Regions from separate parts of the Mus musculus genome. Here region 2 is linked to region 1. Evidence: chromatin contacts called from public promoter capture Hi-C data. All regions are on one chromosome and are shown on one strand. Each heading gives the region's core, a stretch centred on a gene start, on an enhancer-like site or on the middle of the called end of the contact. The rest is flanking DNA. Distances are from core to core; before and after follow the strand shown. Region 1 holds the start of Dnajc5b (DnaJ heat shock protein family (Hsp40) member C5 beta). Region 2 holds the start of Hps3 (HPS3, biogenesis of lysosomal organelles complex 2 subunit 1).

Region 1 (2,882 bases), core at 201-2,700:
CTGGGCTCTAGTTAGCTCAGACACTTCACCATCCAGGCTATCAATGCTATTATGTGTAAAGCAGGTGAGATGGATGGTCTTTGTCTTAGTGAGGATTTTACTGCTGTGAACAGATACCATGATCAAGGTGTCTTTTATAAAGGACAACATTCAATTGGGGCTGGCTTACAGGTTCTGAGGTTCAGTCCAATATTATCATGGCAGGAAGCATGGCAGTGTCCAGGCAGGCATGGTGCTGGAGGAGCTGAGAGTTCTACATCTTGTTCAGAAAGGTAAACAGACCCCTCAACAGAGGAATGGATACAAAAAATGTGGTACATTTACACAATGGAGTGCTACTCAGCTATTAAAAAGAATGAATTTGTGAAATTCCTAGGCAAATGGATGGACCTGGAGGGCATCATCCTGAGTGAGGTAACCCAATCACAAAAGAACTCAAATGATATGTACTCACTGATAAGTGGATATTAGCCCAGAAACTTAGAATACCCAAGATATAAGTTACAATTTCCAAAACACATGAAACTCAAGAAGAACAAAGACCAAAGTGTGGACACTTTGCCCCTTCTTAGAATTGGGAACAGAACACCCATGGAAGGAGTTACAGAGACAAAGTTTGGAGTTGAGACAAAAGGATGGACCATCTAGAGACTGCCATATCCAGGGATCCACCCCATAATCAGCCTCCAAATGCTGACACCATTGCATACACTAGCAAGATTTTGCTGAAAGGACCCTGATATAGCTCTCTTGTGAGACTATGCCGGGGCCTAGCAAACACAGAAGTGGATGCTCACAGTCAGCTATTGGATGGATCACAGAGCCCCCATGGAGGAGCTAGAGAAAGTACCCAAGGAGCTAAAGGGATCTGCAACCCTATAGGTGGAACAACATAATGAACTAACCAGTACCCCGGAGCTCTTGACTCTAGCTGCATATGTATCAAAAGATAGCCTAGTAGGCCAACATTGGAAAGAGAGGCCCATTGGACTTGCAAACTTTATATGCCCCAGTACAGGGGAATGCCAGGGCCAAAAAGTGGGTGTGGGTGGGTAGAGGAGTGGGGGGGGGAGGGTATGGGGGACTTTTGGGATAGCATTGGAAATGTAAATGAGGAAAATACCTAATAAAAATTTTTTTAAAAAAAGATAAACAGAATACTGGCATCCCCAGGCAACTAGTAGGAAGCTCTCTCAAAGCCTACCCCCATAGTGACACACTTTCTTCAACAAGTCCACACCTCCTAATGGTGCCACTCCCTGGTCCAAGCATATTCCAACCACCACAGTCTTCAATGTTTCTTTCCGGAGATTTCAAAAGGTCCTGAGTGCTAAAGTAAATGAAAATTGAGAGACTGTTAGTGATGTGGGTGGGAAGATCTCAGCTGGGTAGTGGGGGTAGGGAAAATTCTAGTCTATGACATCACAATACCCAGCATAGACTAGAGCTTAGCATCTGAGAAGGAAAAGCAACGGAGGCTCAGTTATTGACAGAGCAGGGGAAGAACACTCGTGGAAGGACCCAGAAGGATCAGCCAGCCATGCCTCCAGTTCAGGTACAAGGTACATGACTTTTGCTAAGCTAATCACAGGACTCAATAGTGTCTAAAGGAAAAGAAGACACTTACACGGGTACCTATTTTTTTTAAGGGATGGTAGGAATCCAGAGGGGCTTCCAGCAGAAGTAAAGCTGGTATATCCAGGAGGCTATGAAGCCACAAAACACAGGCATTTATAAAGTTCTCAGATAACCACTGGCCCCTCCTCAACTTCTGGGAAAGTGCAAAAAGCACTGGTGTCTCCAGTGGTCAGTTCGTGGTTATTTTCTAAAGGGACTCACTCATTCTATGATATTCTTCTACACAGGAGTTTTGGTTTTTAGTGACTTCTCCCAGGATGACAGAGAAGAGTGAATATTTTAAATATTTAAGTGAAAGAATAATTTTAATAGAGATGGTTTTAAAAATACAACAAAAATTAATATAAGGAGGAGAAAGGTGTATTATGGGTTAACAATAGAGATTAACTTCAAAGTCTAGTTTTGAAATTCCAAGACTTCAGAGGCAAAAGGCCACCCCTAGGGACAGTGGAAGAGAGAGAGGCCTTGTGGTTGAGAAGTCAAGTTGCACAGTTCATCTGCTTTTACCCCTACTCCACTCCTCCCATGTCTAGGGACTCAGCAGTGAATCGTTGCTGGACGTGTGAACAGTTCTGTTTTCTTTACTTTGCTTTGGGGTTTTGGCTTCTAAAGTATTTGTTTCTTCCTGGAGGCCTAGAAAGACTCCAAGTGACAGCAAATAGCCGTTCTGTTTAGCAGCAGGCGGAGCTTAGGATTGGTGCCAGGCCCTGACTCATCTCTGTTTGGACTCCCTTGGGTCTTAACACAGAGCAACTCCACAGTCAGAGGCTAGGACTACTCAAACAGGCTTTTCTGATCATGGTCTGCAAGAGCCGTGTTAGGACACTGTGGAAGGAGCAGCCTGGGGCTCTGATTCGGATCAGTAACCTACAGGACACACCAGGCACAGTAGACAAGAAAGGGGATCAAATCCACCTGGGATACAGTTTTCACTCAGCTTCCAACAATCATGCATGTGTATCACAGCAGTAAGACCAGGGCCCCGACACTCTACGAAAGCAGCAGTAACCCATAGCATGTGAGACATTTGTTTGTTTGTTTGTTTTGTTTTGTTTTTTCGAGACAGGGTTTCTCTGTGTAGCCCTGGCTGTCCTGGAACTCACTTTGTAGACCAGGCTGGCCTCGAACTCAGAAATCCGCCTGCCTCTGCTGAGGGACCCAGAGCAAAGCAGAAGTGCCTGCTCACTGTATAGCACACATTCAACTTTCATCTGGAAGGTTGCTATGATTTTTCACAATTGAGT
Region 2 (2,700 bases), core at 9-2,508, 530 kb after region 1:
ACAAGGTGGATTTGCTATGGCAGAGGACACTAGGCACTGAGAGAACACAGACCAGAACATTTACTCAGAAGAAAAAAAGGCATCAAAGGAGACATCAGACAGGTTTTCTGAACTTAGGCATTGCCAGGGGTCAGCCTATTAATGTTTAGTCATGCATGGGTTAATAGAAGTTACACTCAGAAGTTGAAGTTCAACTGTGGACTGAATGCTACCTTTGAGTTATATGGCCCGTGATACTTATGCCATCCCACATGATTCCTGAAGCTCTTTAAGGCAGCCAACATGGTAATAAAAGCATCTTTGTTCTTCAAGGTTTCAAGAACGAGGTTATCATGGTTTAGTGCTAGCCTCCTCCAGTCGGTGTGGCTCAAGTCATTAGTATCCAACCAGGGCCAAGCATTTGATACAACCCAATGTAATAAATCAACCACAAGTGATAGTGACTTAAGAGGTAAAAGGGCTGGCTCCGATTTGAGATAACTTTTGAGGTCGAGCCTCCTGTGAACTTCAGGATATCATTCTCCCTCCTCTTTCTCTTGAACCAGGTTTGTTTTCTTACATTAATCTTTTAAGGGTCTGGCATAAGTGGAACCGAGCCACACGTCTTTATTTCAAGCTGTGGACGGGATCAGTCAGCATTGCATCTCCACGTGGGGTGTCTGCTTTGTTTTGCTTCGAGACATGATTACTTGTAGCCTAGGCTAGAATGGAACTCACCAAACTGCAGAGGACCTTAAACTTCAGATCCTCCGGTCTCTACCTCCAAAGTGCTAGAATGACTAGTTGAAGCAATCTGAGTAAGGAGGATCAGACCAAGGCTTCAAGCAAACTAGGCAAGCACCGGACCGTGGCACGACACCGGATCTGCGGTCGCTAAAACAACTACACAAAATGACTTTAGCACTTAGTGCCCGACCCACACTGACTGTCAGCAGCCAGCCTAGAAGAGCACCAATCCCTTCCCTACCCAGAGCCCCGCCCCAAAGCCGCTCCTCACCGGCTTCGCTGTAGGCCATGCGCAGCACCCTGCCTAGCGTGGAGAAGGCGCAGCGCTGCCGGCACAGCTCTTCGCCCTGAACAGCGAACGCCTCCACCTTGCAGCCGGCAGCCACGAACAGCGCGTCGCTCCCGCCGCAGCAGACCTGCTCCGGCTCCCACTGGCAGGGGACTACCTGCTGCGACCCAAACGGGTGCAGGTTGTACAGACGCACCATCCCGGCGCCCGGACCGCTGGGCGGCTTCCGCAAGCTTAGAGAGCTGCTCCGGATCACGTGAGCGCTGCGACCACACCCCGGGCACCGCTCCTTAAAGAGGCCGCGCGCTAAGTGAAGTGCTACCCTAAGTGGATGCAGAGACCTCGGTTCCTCTTTGGAGATGTTAACTTTGCTGCTTCTGGACAGATTAGTATGTGAAACCTTCAGCGTGTTTAACACTCGATCATCTGCCCGTCTGTGCCTTGGTCGACTTGCCTTAGACTTTGAACTTTTTTTTTTTTTTTTCCATTTTTTATTAGGTATTTAGCTCATTTACATTTCCAATGCTATACCAAAAGTCCCCCTTACCCACCCACCCCCACTCCCCTACCCACCCACTCCCCCCCTTTGGCCCTGGCGTTCCCCTGTACCGGGGCACACAAAGTCTGCTTCTAAAGGATGAAACTGCAAAACCTGATGTTAAACTCCCAACGTAGGGTTAAACACACCACAAATACTGTGGATCCTACAATGGTTTTATTGAAAAGGGCAAATCCTCGAAGATGCTTAGCAAAAAATAAAAATAAAAAAATAATGCATTGGATGAGAAGATCTATGAAAACATTTTGCAGGCATTTGGCAAAAGTTTCCTCTAAGCCTTAGATAATAGGGGAGGAGAGAGATCCCCGGATGGTCAATATACAGTTCCTAAGTATTTCCTATATTGAAGAAACTTGCCGTCGGAATTTTTCTATTTTGGGAGATTTAATAAACCAGATCTATAATGTTTTTTTAACAATTCTAGAAAATATATGTGTTTGCATGCACATATGTACGTATTGGTTGACTGGAGGATGCTCTTCTTTTTACACTGAAAAGAGCAAACTTCAATTCTCATGCTGATGGTTACCTTGAGTCCTTTGCTCTGAGAATTTATAATGTGGGAGCAATTGGACTGAAGTTGAACTGCTGCCATTTCGAATACCTTCCAGATGACGAGGAATCATGTACTTCATCCTCTACTAGGAACACTCTGGGAGACGGGTTCATTAAACTCAGTGAGCAAAGAATACATGGAATAGTCCAGAGATCTGGGCTACAGAAATCAGGAAAACAAGCAGATTGCTACTCATGTGACATCCATAAACATCCCCTTTCCCTCTTATGAGTATCTGATTTAAGTGTCTGTCTCTTTTGATTAATTTTTCCTCTTCAGGATATTAATTGAATGTAATTTGACTTTTGTGAGATTCATTAAGTCCTAGAATGGCACTACCTTCTCTAGAGATAGCTTCTTCTCCCTTGATATAGTCCCTGTACCTGGCTGACCTAAGAAATTTTGGGAAGAGATTTTTATCTTTATTAACTGTTTTTCTCACTTCTGTGACCATCAGCTTATGAGAAAGCTAGGCTGATTCCATGACAGACTTCAAATTGGCAGCTAAGGAGAATAGGCCTAAATCTCTGTCTCTAAGAACTGGACAATTCCAGGCAAGTCCAGGCCTTA

What was found. Promoter capture Hi-C pulls out the DNA fragments that hold promoters and counts their contacts.
Region 2: a contact with region 1 is called in a promoter capture Hi-C map of embryonic stem cells, with 4 times the contacts expected there. The contact joins the promoter of Hps3 here to the promoter of Dnajc5b in region 1. A contact is called at or near these places in 8 of 39 promoter capture datasets (the 3T3-L1 cell line, the C10 cell line, embryonic stem cells and 3 more) and 2 of 115 datasets of contacts at active chromatin or transcription factors (embryonic forebrain and embryonic stem cells).

Annotation. Positions count from the first base shown.
Region 1 is chr3:19,507,145-19,510,026 of GRCm38.p6, forward strand. It overlaps Dnajc5b (DnaJ heat shock protein family (Hsp40) member C5 beta), which reads left to right and starts at 1,451. Exons shown (of 5, transcript NM_025489.3): 1 at 1,451-1,562.
Region 2 is chr3:20,034,052-20,036,751 of GRCm38.p6, forward strand. Hps3 (HPS3, biogenesis of lysosomal organelles complex 2 subunit 1) reads right to left here and starts at 1,259. Exons shown (of 17, transcript NM_080634.4): 1 at 998-1,259. The coding sequence starts at 1,214.